Linked DNA regions of Mus musculus: all the other regions are linked to region 1. The links are chromatin contacts, called in public ChIA-PET and Hi-C maps. All regions are on one chromosome and are shown on one strand. Each heading gives the region's core, a stretch centred on a gene start, on an enhancer-like site or on the middle of the called end of the contact. The rest is flanking DNA. Distances are from core to core; before and after follow the strand shown.

Region 1 (4,746 bases), core at 1,344-3,843:
GTGGTTTCATTGCAGAACCAAAATCCTCCAAGGCATTTAGACAGAATCAGTCAAAAGTTGGTAAATTCAACAAGAAAGGGAATCTTGATGCACTTCTTCTTGTATCGACAGAGCATCAATCCTGATCTTCACACACAGTTCAGTAAAGGTTGAATGAAATGAGGTAATGAAAGAAGCAGGAAAGTAAAGAGGCAGTCTAAAGAAAAGATACTGTAAAGTCCAAACATCACTGTTCCTCTAGTTAGATACCTAAGCATTTTTAGGATGATATACAAACTCCTCCAGGCTGAGACAATTCTGAGCTGACTCTCAATATTTGAAAGAAACACTTAAAAATATAACCTAGATAAATGGTGCATGTACCCTCAAAGGGAAGAAAATTACTCAAAACGCTGAGGAAAGTTTTTCACTCCATTCATGGAGATCAGAGAAACTTTATTCATGCTTTTCCATCAACTGTATTTCCTCATATATGAAAATAACTTTGATCTTTTACCTACAGGCAGGCTATATAAATATATGTGTTTCACTTTCACAAGTGAGCACACCCAGGAAAGGAATCACGTCTCAGAAGTGAGGGTGCCGCAAGAGTTTAAAAGAGTGGCTAACAGAACTCTATCCCCATGGCTCAGCATGCACCTGTTTATAAGACTGCATACATGACTTCAGGACTCGTACATAGCATAAACTCAAGATTCTCAGAGCTTTGAGAAAACAAATAAATTAAGTAGGAAATGTTGTTCCTATCTTTCCTCTTTGTCCCAAAGATAAAAGAAACTAGTGGAATTTTCAAAAAAGATTGTTCCATGCAGCTAGCCATTCCCTGAGGAAAACCCTTAGAGCTTCTTCATCAGAAGCTGATTTTACACCTTCAACAATGCCCTCAAGTCTGCACAGTGCTGGGCTTCTGTGCCAAGGAAAGTCCATTTCCAGACAGACTGTGGGAGCTACATCTTCTGCGTCTGCTTCAAACTAAACTGTGAAGTGTAAAGTTACAGCCCAAGATAAACTGCTAAACGGCTTGCTGGGGTGACTAAACATATTTATTGTTCCTAAAGAAATAATTTCCAAGAAAAAAAAATCACCAATGTTACCATACTACCTTAGTTTACAGAATATTAACAGAACCTACACCGTACAGAGTAACATTATTTTTAGAATTATCATTTGCTTTCTAATAGTACCTTAAAAAGTAGTTAATGCATTGACAGCTGTCTAATCACTGACAGTATTAAAATTATATTTTAATCTAATTTCTGGAAAGTTCTGCAAAAGCAACCTAAAAATGCAAACTAAAATTTAACGAGAAACAGCCTAGTCAAACAGTAATCAAAACAGTAAGAAATTAACAGCATCCAAAGTACACTATCTAAAACTCCAGATGTTTTCACATTTGGTCTTCACATTTACTAGTAAACCTGAATGGGTCTTTCAATCCAAAGATTTTTCAACATGCCGTTCCATAAGAATGACGCTTGTGAGAATAAAAACTCTTCAAGACCTGCTTCATTACAGCTGTAGCTTCAATTACCTCCGACTCAAACATCAATGTACGAACAGTTCACACATACGTAGAGGAATGAGGGTACAGAGGAGCGTTCATTCTTTTGTTTGGGTGGCAAAAGCAACACAAATAAAGGTTCAGTGGTGCCATCTGCACCTATCCCCACCCATGACAGTCCTACAGAGCACTTTTAACCTAGTCGCTCCTCACTATTTCAGGTCCACGGAGTTAGTGGAATCCAAGGCTTTCCAGGTCCCAACAAGGGTTGCGGAGACTGTGAGGTCCGGGGTTCTACAGAAAATGAAGGAGGGCACGAATCTTTTGAGGACAGAGGGACAAGGCTATGTAGACGTGTGTGGAGGATGGGACGCGCCGCGGAAACCGGGAGGCTTGCAAATTCGCGAGCGCGAGAAACCCCGTAGGGCAGACAGGATGCTGTGCTCCTTCGGGGACGGGGAGAGAAGGGGTGACAGGGCAACCCTCGCAAGAGACGCGGAAGGGCGTGAACTAGGCAGGCTCGAGACTGCCTCGGCCAGAGCCGAGCCGCGAAGCAGAAACTTACGGTTACTTCTCCCGGCCGGGACCGGGCTCGCGTCGATTCCCCCCAGATCTGCAGGTCTTCCTCTGTCGCGGCCACCTGGCTCTCGCGCCGAGCGGGTGACCTCTCGGGTCCACTCGGCGCCCCACCCACCCGCCGGCGGCGGCGGCTGCGGGAGCCGGAGGATGCGCGCTGGAGGCCCGCGGGAAGCGCTGCGCGAGCCCGACGCGCCCGGCGAGCTCACACTGGGCGGGCGCCCCCCATCTTCTCCCGCTGCGCGCCGCCGCTCTCAGGCTATGGAGGAGGGGGGCGGTGGCGCCTGCCTCCGCCGCTCGCTCAAGTCCAGCGCATGGTCGTGCCGCGTGCGCACGCAGCCGCGGAGGCCGACCTCCCTTCCCCGACCCCCGTCCTTGCTATAGCTAGCGTCGGGCTCGGCTGCCGCCAAACCCCGCGAGCTCACGGTCGCCCGCTCCCAGACAGCTGCGGCCGCCGCGCGAAGTGGCACGGACCGGCACGAACGGCGGCTCCCCGCGGGCCGACCCGGAAGCTTTTTCAGCCGCAAACCTGAAGCGGCCTTGGGGGCGTAACCCCGGAAGTTATTGCCCGGCGCCGGTAGCGGTGGGATGGCGAGCTGAGGCCTTTGGGAGCCCGAAGCTGGTGGAGAGGCTGAAGGGTTCCTGGAGCCGAGGGAGAGGAAGGACGGTGGGGAACAGGTGCCCTGAGACCCGAACTCGCGGGGCGGCTTTTGGTGACAATCCAGGGGCTTCCTGCCACAGGAAGTTGGGGTGGGCCTCCTAGATAGGCAGAAGGAATGAGAAAACGGTGACGGGCTGGCTCCGCCATCCTTCGACTGCCGCCCCACCCACTGACTTGGATGTAGCGGCTCGGGAGAGGATCCGCCGCCCGCCCGGGTGAGTCTTTCCCGTTTCCTTGGCGGAAACAAGGAAAGCAAGGCAAGAAGAGCCAGACGCCGGCTGGAGCCAACGGCAGGAGCACCGAAGCTCGCCCACGAGGCTCTGCATCAAGGCGTGTTGTTTCTTACACGCCGGTACCGAAAAGTCACCGGCGTCTCTTGGGTGGGAACTTTTGGAGCAAAAGCAGCTTTGCATTTTTCCCGGTAGGGGAGCACTGGTGGGTGGTGCCAAGGGAAAGACTTCCCAGGCAGTGTTGTCATTGCCAGGACAGTGACAGCTTATCGATTGTAGCTGTCTTCTCCCATCTATCCGAGTTCTTCCTTTATGTCTCCTTTTGGCTTGCACTCTCTGCTCTCTCCTCCCCTCGGTCTTTGTAACTTCACCAGAAGCCTTGATGTGGTTGGCCGACCTCAAGATTTCAGCTCCATTCCTGTCCTGCTCTCTCAGGGAACTTAGCGTGTCTTTATTGTAAACAAACTCACTGACCCACAAAGGAGTAATTACCCCTGCTGTGGGCACTAAGTGAAAATTGTATGCCTCTCCTTTGTCAATCATAATGAAAATCAACAATATCCCTGCATATTTTTTAAAAAAATCGCAGACAGCCCTCCAAGTTATGAACCATCTCCACTTACATAAGTCCTCATTTTTTAGGCAGCATATCATTCATGCCTGAGCATTTCTCCAGTGCAGTGAGCCATATAGCATATTAGCAATGGCTTTATTTATTTTTATTCTTTTGACTAGTTCTCTCTTCCTGTCGGTTTCAGTTGCACCAGCTTCACCTTCATCGCTGGTAGCTTTTGTTGTTTTCCTGGCTTCAACCTTTGTTTCCTTTTATGTCATTGGAAGACTATTTTAAGTGCTCCAGTACAAATACTTTTTTAAAAATAAACTTAAAATAAAAAAAAAAAGAATTTTTGCGAATATGTTGCTAGCAGTAAGTTTGTTTTATATATTTAAAATATGAGTATTTAAAATATATAATGAGTATTCACAAATGAAACACTTTGCTAATAGACGTTTTCTTATGAATTGATTGAGATAAGAATTGGTTTACTTTAAATTCTGTGCAGAAAGTTAACTACTTAGTTTCTCCTTTAGGTACTTTATAGAAAGCATCATTTTCTATAGTTGCCATGTTCTTTGTACAGTGTCTATAATACAGTGTCTTTTTAAGAGGTTTGCAGTTTTTAAGGCTTTCATACATATGTATATATCTTGTTTATAGTTTATTATGTTTTAGTCGGTGTTAATCTGAGATGAAAAGCAGTTGCTAAACAGGAAGTTTTAAGAAAAGCCTTTTTTTTTCTATAGGCAGCTCTTTTGCATGTAGTGGATTTTTAGAATGTTCTTATTAAAATTTTTTTATCTAAAAAAAAATTCCATGAACTATCCTCAAAACTTTAAACAAGATGAAATGTCTTCATCCTAATGTTTCATTCAAACGTCTTCAAGGAAAGACCTTTAGTTTCGGCTGTCCCTGTCTCTGTTGCCTGGCTTTGGGACCCTTCCCCCTAACTAGGCTGCCTCTTCCAGCTCAATAGGAGAAGATGCACATAATCTTACTGAAATTTGACTTGAAGGCTGGTTGATAGCCTTGGGATGTCTCCCTCCCCTTTTCTGAAGAGAAAAGGAGAGTCTTAGGGGAGAGGAGGGAGGGGAAACCTTAGTTGAGATGTAACATAACTAAATAAATAATTGAAAAAAAGAAATACCTTTAGTTTCTTTGGTACAAAATCAGTGAAAACTTTGTAACTAAAAAAACGTTTTATTAAGACAAATGTTTG
Region 2 (4,746 bases), core at 1,509-4,008, 460 kb before region 1:
CCCCACTAGAGTGGTTGCAGTGAGAACCGGAAATTTTCATTTAACTCTCCCCCGCCCTCCGGGCCCCCAGTTCGGAGCCGATCGCTGGGGAGCACAGCCAGGGCCCGGCCGGGCCTTGCTCGCTTGCTCCGGAAGGTTTTAATTTGCACACTCGCCTCCGGGTGGTTCTCGGGCCCCGAGGCTCGCAGGTCCCCCGCCCCGCAGTCCTCCACTCGGGCCCCCAGCCGCGGCCAGAGCCCCGAGGCCCCCGAGCCTCCCCGGCTCCCCCTCGGGCGGCGCCCTCCGCCGTCCCTCCGCCCTCCACCGCTGTGCCCACCCCCTACCCGCAGAGCGCTGCTCGCCTGGGCCGCAGTAGTCAGTTACCTGCTCCGCGGGGCGAACACGTGCGGGGGCAGACAGACACTCCAGCTTCACAGGAGGCCGGCGTCCCTGGACCGCAGGTAAGGGGCCACGGACTCACGTGGGTGGGCTGAGGGGCGAGGGTCTCCGACAAGGATCGGAGTGGGTGAGAGTAACGGGGTGTAGGGGGCTGTGTGGCCCCTCGGAATCCGCTTGGGTTAACCCCTTAGGAGTTGAGACTGGGTAGGTTATGGGGGCCACCTAGAGCTAGAGATCTCCAGAGGAACCTCCCACAGCGGGGACACCCCGACACTAGAGTCCTATGCCAGTTTGAACAGATTTCATGCGTAAAATACCCATACGTTCACTTTTCATCGAGCTTCCCCAAACTGACTCTACTTGGACAGTCACATTTAAAATTGAACGTGCACCGTCTGGGTGGGATTCCGTGCTGTAGAGTGTGTTTCCGCGCCCCCACGCTCATTTTCCCTGTGCAAGTTCCCTCTGTAACCTCCCGAGGGGTGTGGGTATGGGCCCCATCTTCCCAATTAAGGAGTAAAACGTTCGCCCAGGCTTCCTGCTTGGCGACCCCTCTGGCGCGTTATGCACGGAGTAGTGCACACAGCCCACCGGGGTTGAAGCCCCGCAAGCGTGCACTCTTGCTTCAAGTCCCAAGTTTACTTTTCTTATTTAAAGCTTTGCAGTTCAAATGCACACCCTGGGCAGGAGCAGCCCGGGGCTCGGCGGCGCACTCGTCCTGTGCACGTGGGCGTATCTGCGCGGGCGCATCTGCGTTTGCGCACACGCGCGGGTCGGGGTCCCGCGGGCGGCCTCCCCTTACTGCGCTGGTGGCGACCCTTGCGGCGTTTGGCAAGGCTTCGGGAGAGGCTCATGAAGGATTTCATTGAGTGCTAAGACAGAGATCAGAGACAGAAAGCAGAAGGAGGCGGCTGCAGCCTTTGTAGTCGCGGAGGAATGCGGAAATGTTGAAGCGCTATGTCAAACTTTTTTGAAATGGGGTCAAGTCACATTCAGCCAGCGTGGGAAAGCAACAACAACTACGAAAAAGTGGAGGAGGGGAGGGGGCTAGGCACCGCCGCTCCGGTCCGGGGGGTGTAGGCCCGCGGGGGTGGGACGGCTGCCCCCTCCTGGAGCCTAGGCTGGACACCGGCAGAGGGGGAGGGCGGGCGCCAAGGCCGTTGCTCCCGCTACCTGTGTGGCCCTCGACCTGGCTCGGACCCCCGGGTGAGGGCTGGAGGGTCCTTTCCGCAGCTTTTTAGGAAAGCTCTCAAAGGAACGGGGAGTGGCCCTGCCTTGGCCGGGCGGTGCTATGCTGGCATCCAGTGGGGGTCGCTCCATGTGTTCTTTAATACCAGGCAGAAGAGCGTGGTGGTGGGGGGGATGGGTACGGGGCAGGTAAACGCATGCAGACCGTTCCGGACACGCGGCTGTGGTGGAACAAGGTCCAGCCCAGACTAAGGCCGCTGTGGGACGGGAAGGCTCACTCGGTCATCCCTAAACAACAGAACGGGGAGGGGGCGCCCGACCGCGCGCGTGGGACCTAGCCTCTGGCCTTTGGAGAACAGAGCGACTGTCTCAGCTACCGACATTCAGCCGCCCAGGATACCGGGCGGGGATTCGGAAGTCTCGACACAAGGGCAGCCCCTTCTCACACCGGGGAGACCTACGTTTACTGCCCCCTACCCCCACCGTCGTAAGGGCGGTTGCTTTTGCACGGCTTGAAAACTTAAGGACCAGTCCCGATTAGCTAGCAAAGTCCCGAAGTTACTTTTTCAGGACAGGACGAGTGAAAGTGTGACGTACCTTCCTTTCCCACATCCTTCGGATCTTTGTGTTTGTGTATGTGTGAGGTGGGGAGCACGACACTACTCCCCTTCCAGGACCCCTCGCTCTCCCACCTCTAGTAGCCCCAGCCCTCCCCTACCAGATGGTCTGTCCTCGCTGAGTTTCCACCAGGGAGGTCCTCCGAATCGGAGGCAGAATTTCGTCTCCCACTAAGCTTGCCATACCCCAAAGACCATTTGTGAGAGCGAGTCCCTTTCAAATGTCTCCCTGTAGAAAAACTGAAAGTAGAAAAGAAAGGAAGCAATTTCCGAGCAGATGTCTGACCACCCCTACTCGCATACTCGCAGCATCGGGTTACAGGGTTCTAGGAGCCCCAACCCCGTTCTGCGGCCCCACGTGGGTGAACCCCCGGTGCTTTTACGCCAGCTTCCGAACTCCCCCAGGTCGCCCCATACCCTGCACGACCAGGCCCCTGGAGTCAGGGAGGGCAGCGGAGAACAATAATATAGGTATAAATATTGAGCCGTGACATTGACGCGCCCGGCGCCTCCCCTCCCCCGCGCTCCGGGCACACTCTGGGCTGCTCGGCACGCCCCCTCTCGTCCCGCTGCGTCCCGCGCTGCGCTCATCCCCGAGGGGCCCCAGCAACCTCTCCTTCGTGAAGACTGCACGAGCCCTGCTGTGGAAGAAAAGTAACTTGGTTTTTCTCCGAGAAACCCGGCCCGATTAGGCAACCAGTGCGAGTAGAGGGAGGAGGAGAGGAGCTGGTGGAACCCTGTGGAAGTCTCCCGGGCAGTCTGATCACACTTTCTCCTTGTCCTCCGGTCTCCTCCTCCTAGGTGCAGAGATTGTGGGCAGACTATGTAATCGCTGCGGAGGGGGAAGAGGAGGGATCGGCGCTCTCCTGCGGCGGCGGCGCGGCGACTCGGCTAGGCGGAGTTTCGCAGCGGCTGCGCCCGGCTTGCACCCGCGGGCGAGAAGGTCGGTCCGTCTAGCCCGGCGGCCGCGAGTCCGACTCCCCGAGGCGTGTAAGGCAGCGAGTGAGCACCCCGGTTCCACTGTGCCGCACCCGCAGCCTGAAGCCAGCATGGAGAAGGACAGCCTGAGTCGCGCCGATCAGCAGTATGAGTGCGTGGCGGAGATCGGCGAAGGCGCCTATGGGAAGGTGTTCAAGGCCCGCGACCTGAAGAACGGCGGCCGCTTCGTGGCTCTGAAGCGCGTGCGAGTGCAGACCAGTGAGGAGGGCATGCCGCTCTCCACCATCCGCGAGGTGGCGGTGCTGAGGCACCTGGAGACCTTCGAGCACCCCAACGTGGTCAGGTGAGCCGGGAGCCCTGGCTATGGGGTCCGGGAAGGTGCTGGGCAAGGGGCGGCTGGTGGCCCAACTAAAGTTAAGAGTTGAGTTTCCCCAGATAAAACCGGTGACTCTGTTAGACAGGGCAGAAAAAGAGACCTGCGGTGGCTTCCGGGCAGCCAAGCTATTCTGAAGAGCTTTCGCTCTGCGTGCCCCAAGGGTTCCGGGGGGGCGTTGGGTGTCTTTTAGGGACAAAACCAGACAATCCCTCCAGCCCTTACTTAACTTTCCCCGTCGGTGGGGGGATTTTTGAGAGACAGAGTGAGATAGTTATCCAGCTTGCAGATAATTAGAAGGAAACTTTAAGGGTGGAGCATAATGTAAATAAAGTTTAAGAAATGTGTAAGAATGTGTTTGCCAATCAAACCCACAGTGGTGACTTTTTTTTTATAGTTGTAGAATGGTTTCTGATGGTCTTAGAAGTTCAGAAGTTTAGACTCTGACACCTAGTGTTAAACATTGTTTGAAAAATGTCTTTCAAGGCTGGGTACTGGGAACACTGAACCAGGAAGATCCAGAGTTCAAGACCCTCCTGAGCTACAAAAGACCCTGTCTGAGAAAAGAAAGGGAGGGAGAGTGGGTGGTAGGGTGGAGGGCGATTGCTTCTCAAAGGGTTTTCTGATTGTATCATTTAGTATCTGTGGACTGGTATGATCTGACTTAGAATGCCTCTCTCATTGGTTAGATGTGAGTCTGTGCTTTAGATTTTAAAGCCTCTGTTTTCCCTGGAAGAGTTGTGCAGGTGGGTGGGGGAGGCATTCCTAACCCAGTCTCCTGTGACTGAAGATAATGGTGTTTTCTCGAAGATGCTGGGATTTCCCCATTGTGCCTTTTCTCATTCTCTTTTTTTAAACAGATGCATAGCTGGAAGTTAAAAGGGAATGCACAGACTTTTCTACAAATTAGGTGATGAGTTAACATTCTCAGCTCTTCTTTTTAGAGGGATGATCTTGGCGTCTTCATCCTGTCTTCTCATTCCTGTAGGGATTCCTTACAACAAATATGTGCCTACTGTATGCCCTGGGATGAAGTTATGTAAATAAGAACAGCTAAATATTTTTGTAAAAGGCAAACAATGTAACATTAGTCATCAAAAAGGAGCGACCCGAGACTGACCTTTGAAATACCAAGCCCTCTAGGACTCAGAGTCTACAGAATCTTCCTGGGAGGTGGTTGTTAAAGGGCTTTTAACTCCTCTACTAGGCTGGGTGTTCGTTTTGTTTTTTGTTTTTTGTTTTTTTTTCTGT
Region 3 (4,746 bases), core at 717-3,216, 290 kb before region 1:
ATATGAGTGTTCGTATGTGTGCGTTTCTATGTGCACTTGGTGTGTGCAGGAAACCATAGATGTCTAATAAGGACATCAGATTCCCTGGAACTGGACTTTACAGCTAATTGTGAGCACCTAATATATGTATTGGGAACCAAACTCAAGTCCTCTGCAAGAGCAGCATGTACCACTGAACCATATCTTCAGTCCTCTACAAGCTTTAGATATAAAGAACATACATGGTGCTCTATAACTTTAAATATTGTGGGTTTTCATAGCAAGGGGGTTTTTTGTTTGTTTGTTTGTTTTGTTTTGTTTTGTTTTTTTGTTTTGTTTTGTTTTGTTTTGATTTTTTGTTTTGTTTTGTTTTGATTTTTTTTTTTTTGGTTTTTTTTTTTTTTTTTTTGGTTTTTCGAGACAGGGTTTCTCTGTGTAGCCCTGGCTGTCCTGGAACTCACTTTGTAGACCAGGCTGGCCTCAAACTCAGAAATCTGCCTGCCTCTGCCTCCCGAGTGCTGGAATTAAAGGCGTGCGCCACTACGCCCGGCACAGCAAGGGTTTTTATATCTACCTGCCAGTTAGTGCCTTATGTGCTAAGTGGGTGATCATTCAATTAATGTTTAGTAAATAAATCAATTAATTGACTTTTCTGTGGGCTCTGATTTGAACAGCTGTTAATTATAAAGTGATAAGTTTGTTTCCTTAGATAATAACTCTAGAAGGGAGTGTAGAGTAAGTATATAATAGTAAGATAGTATTTTTCGAGCAGTCACTATATGGACATGGAAAATCCTACCCACCAAGGGAAGGCAACAGCTGAAGTATGCCACAGTTCAAATGCAGGTTACAGAGGTGTTCTATAGGGTGACCCCCTGGCTTCCTTGCCTTGTTGGTATTCAATAAAAGTATTTATAAATGAAATCTTTCATCTCGCTCTATGCATGAATCACTTCCTTTCTGTAGCAGGCATGTCGGTGTACACTCTTGTGCTGGGAAACACCCTGCCGTTCACTGAGGTTCCGTATCTGTATGTTCTTTTTAGTTGTTTGTTTTAAAAGACATTAATCTGAAAGTTGCCCCCTTTGTAATTTGACCCTGAAGAAATTGCTGATAGCAGCCTTAATATGCAAAGTTTGGAGGTTTTTGTAAAACTGTGTGCAGGAGAAATGACTTTTTCCCAGTTCAGAATAATGAGTTCCCTTTAGAAAAATCAGCATCCCTCCCTGATAAAATTCCCTCTTTCGCTGATTAGTTATAAGATCTTTAATATGTAATAAATACATAGTAACTTAGATAAAGGACCTATATGTGATATGCAAGCTCACTATGTAGGTATGTGTCAGTGTTTTCTTCCTTGGTTGATTTTTTTTTTTTTTTTTTTAGCTCTTGAAACAAGGTCTAACTTACATGACCTGGCCTTGGCCTTGGCCTGGCCTGGCCTGGAACTTACTATGGAGACCAGGCTGGCCTCAGACTTAAGTGCTGGAGTTACAGGAGTGTCCTGCCACACCCAGCCTCTTCCCCTGCATATCCACCATCTGAAGCACTTCATTATCCAATATAATATTAACCAGGAGCACGAGGAGTGCTTGTCTGTGGGGGACTTTATTTATAGATGTCTTAAATCTCTCTCTCTCTCTCTCTCTCTCTCTCTCTCACTCTCTCTCTCTCTCGTGTGTGTGTGTGTGTGTGTGTGTCTGTGTGTGTGTGTCTGTGTGTGTGTGTGTGTCTGTGTGTGTCTGTGTGTGTGTGTGTCTGTGTGTGTCTGTGTGTGTCTGTGTGTGTGTGTGTGTCTGTGTGTGTCTGTGTGTGTCTGTGTGTCTGTGTGTGTTTGTGTTCCACTTCTAGATCCGTTTTGAAGCTGGGCATTGTAGTATACGATAAAGTATCACTTAGTGGATCCTATGAAGTAGATGTTATTATCTCCATTCACAGATGAGTCAACTAAGAATAAAACAAGTCAAGGGACTTTCCTAAAGTCATGTGGAGAGAAATGGTTGGGTTGGGTGTTTCCCTAACAGTCCATACCAGTGTTTGCTCCAGTCAGCAAACACCCTTTAAACATTAGTCTGGGAACACAGCATGGTGGTAGCTTGCTTACCTAGCACTTGTGAGGCCTTGAGTTTAATTCTCAGATATATGTATGTATGTGTGTGTGTGTGTGTGTGTGTGTGTATACACACACATATACACACACACGAAGAAAGACATGTAGAGAAGATTTCAAGAGAGGCTTGAAGAAAAGCCTTGCCAATAAACACCAAAAAGATGTACTTGTTTTGCCTGGCAGTGCCATAGATGGCATTGAACACAATTTTGCCACTGGATTTTGTAATGCCCTCCTGTAGTAGGAAAAAAATGCTTGCTTAGCTATATTAGTGAAATGAATTTCTTTCATAAAGGATTTCAAGGCTATCAAAGATGGCTCAGTGAATAAAGATGCTTGTTGCCAAGCCTGAGAACTTGAGTTTAGTCTCCTGCACCCAAACAATGGAAGGACAGGGCCATGGCCTAAGAGCTGACCTCTGATCTTTACACATGCACTGTGACGCTCATGTATACACATCCTAAATAAATAAGTAAGTAAATAATAGGTTAGTACAGTTTTATCTTCACATTAACTATTGTAAGGTATAAAAATGGAATATCTAACATAAAAACTTGGAAATAAGCTAAAATTATTATTCATAATAGTCATTAAAATGAATAATACTCCATTTCCAGGCATTACACACACACATACAAATATTGACAAATAAGTTGGTTTCAAAGTATGACATGACAAAGCCCTAGCTCATGTGAGAGTTCAAAATATGAAAAGATTCATGTCTATAAGTTGTGCAAATAAATGATCATGGGAGAGGTGAGTACCTGTGGGGGTCAGAGGGCATCTCAAGTATTGGCCCTTGCCTTTCAGCCCTGTACGACTTGGTCTTTGTGCTCTCTGCAGCTGCCACACGGGCTAGCTAGCCCACAGATTTTGGGGGTCTCTCCTTCTCTGCCTCCCAGTGCAACACTGGTGCTCTGGAACAAATGAAATACATTTGCACACCACTGGCCCTCCTGCCCTCGTGCATGTGCAAACCTTTTCTTTACCAAAGCAACCCTGTCAGCCATTCACAACACAGAGAGTGCTCTGTTTTCTGTAGTCACGTCTACATTTGTCATACATTTCAATTTATCATCACATGTCATTTATTGTTTTAAATATGTATTTCTTCTTTCTGTGTTTACTGAGTACATATTGATTGCCAAGTCTAGATCTAACAATTTTCACATCTGGATCTTATTATGAAGAAAGTAATAAGTACGTGTATATCTGTATGTGTATGCACACATATTTGCAAATAAAAACTTAAAAAAGAATGTGCAGTCATCTCAAGAAATGAATATAAGGTAAATTATACACACATAACCACATATGCCAGAGCTGAGGAGTACCCAGAGCCGATGAATGACAGTTCTGGGCTAGCGGAATTACTTATGTTATTTTAGTTTTAGTTATGCTAGCATTCATGAAACAGCTGTTCTCTCTTCTCTTGAGAGACGGCGAGGGTGCTTCCAGCCGCTTATGTGTGGGATTGAAAAGAATAAAGTTTGACCTTGTTCTATGCGCGTGAGCTGAGCAGTAAGTAAGGAGTCTACTCATATCAAGCCAAGGACTTGGGAAGGGCCATGCTGGGGTCTAGGGAGAGCTGGTGCGTCCCCATTAAGTTGGCAGTGGGGAGAGATGTATTGTTATTAGGGCAGTTGTAACAAGCTGAAAGAATACATCCACTATAACAACCAAGGGAGTTTTAGGACATGATTATTCTTCTGAGCTTTGCAAATGCACAGTAATTTGCAGGAAGCCCTTCTCTTGCCCTGTGGAGGAAAGCGAGCCCAGTAATGAAAATGAAGTGGGGCCACCTGTCAGCTGACTACAGTCTAATCAAAACTCCAGCTTGAGGCTCATCTGGTTGGTTCAGTTTAAGTGTTTAGTGATTTATCTTAGAGTACAGGTTACAATAGGAGAATAAGCATAAACCATAAAACAGACTTATGCTTCCAAAACCCTTGAGGGTAGCTTGCTGCGGGCTCACTTGTAAAAATCACTTGGAAGTTTTATTTGCAGGCTGATCTAGTTTTTAAAACCAGCTTTTAAAATGAGGGGGAGGGAAGGAGGAGAGGGAGAGAGAGAGAGAGAGAGAGAGAGAGAGAGAGAGAGAGAGAGAGAGAGAGAGAGAGGGAGGGAGAGGGAGAGAGAGAGAGAGAGAGAGAGAGGTGGTGAGTACAGTTGAGTCTTATAAAACAAAAGAAGCACCTTCAGCTGGGTCATAGGAAAGGCAGAGTGAGGATTAAACATGGACCCGTGAAGAGCCACCTGCTGTCTTTGGCAGAAGGTGCTGCTATATAAGGTTTAAGCTTAAGCGAACAGAAAGTCATCTAAAGTAATCGTAGTTCGTGATGATAATAATATAATGTGTGAAACTCACGGTCTTTGGTAATGTCCTATGTAATAAAAAACGATTTTCCTTATATGTTAATTTTAGGAAGTAGCTATTTTTGTATTGTATTACTGAGCCAGGAAAAAAAAATGCGTGTACAGAAGTATCTTTGAAATTTTAAAAAGTATCCTTCAGATTTGCTTCTTTCAATAGAGTATCTCTATTGCTGAATTTTAAATAATTTATTTAAAAGAATTAATAGGTCTGTGATCCAGAGGGTGGACGGAAAAAAGAGGTAAAATGGTATCAAAAAAAAATTACACTAGTTTTTTCTCTT

Evidence for each region. Hi-C and Micro-C count contacts between places; a contact is called where the count stands out from the background. ChIA-PET counts read pairs in DNA pulled down with a chosen protein or histone mark.
Region 2: a contact with region 1 is called in a Hi-C map of pre-B cells, with 4 times the contacts expected there. The contact joins the promoter of Cdk6 here to the promoter of Ankib1 in region 1. A contact is called at or near these places in 9 of 484 Hi-C or Micro-C datasets (CD4 T cells, CD8 T cells, the G1E-ER4 cell line and 3 more) and 6 of 115 datasets of contacts at active chromatin or transcription factors (the 230-238 cell line, acute myeloid leukemia, bone marrow-derived macrophages and 2 more).
Region 3: an RNA polymerase II ChIA-PET map of memory CD8 T cells shows a contact between it and region 1, with 19 read pairs. The contact joins the enhancer-like site here to the promoter of Ankib1 in region 1. A contact is called at or near these places in 1 of 39 promoter capture datasets (pre-B cells), 1 of 484 Hi-C or Micro-C datasets (CD8 T cells), 2 of 115 datasets of contacts at active chromatin or transcription factors (effector CD8 T cells and memory CD8 T cells) and 2 of 9 other capture datasets (adipose tissue and liver).

Annotation. Positions count from the first base shown.
Region 1 is chr5:3,800,531-3,805,276 of GRCm38.p6, forward strand. It overlaps Ankib1 (ankyrin repeat and IBR domain containing 1), which reads right to left and starts at 2,594. Exons shown (of 20, transcript NM_001289527.1): 1 at 2,067-2,594. Krit1 (KRIT1, ankyrin repeat containing) reads left to right here and starts at 2,635. Exons shown (of 17, transcript NM_030675.3): 1 at 2,635-2,953.
Region 2 is chr5:3,341,135-3,345,880 of GRCm38.p6, forward strand. It overlaps Cdk6 (cyclin-dependent kinase 6), which reads left to right and starts at 2,759. Exons shown (of 8, transcript NM_009873.3): 1 at 2,759-2,837; 2 at 2,985-3,465. The coding sequence starts at 3,233. Gm36470 (predicted gene, 36470) reads right to left here and starts at 2,425. Exons shown (of 4, transcript NR_168898.1): 1 at 2,164-2,425.
Region 3 is chr5:3,507,710-3,512,455 of GRCm38.p6, forward strand. All of the region lies in intron 5 of Cdk6 (cyclin-dependent kinase 6), which reads left to right. Among named protein-coding and RNA genes, the nearest start is that of Fam133b, 34 kb to the right of the region's middle. Within about 2 kb of position 1,967, at least 50 of the 459 cell types and tissues checked have an H3K27ac peak or open chromatin away from gene starts, as enhancers often do. A contact at or near this core is called in CD8 T cells and memory CD8 T cells, where this site is marked.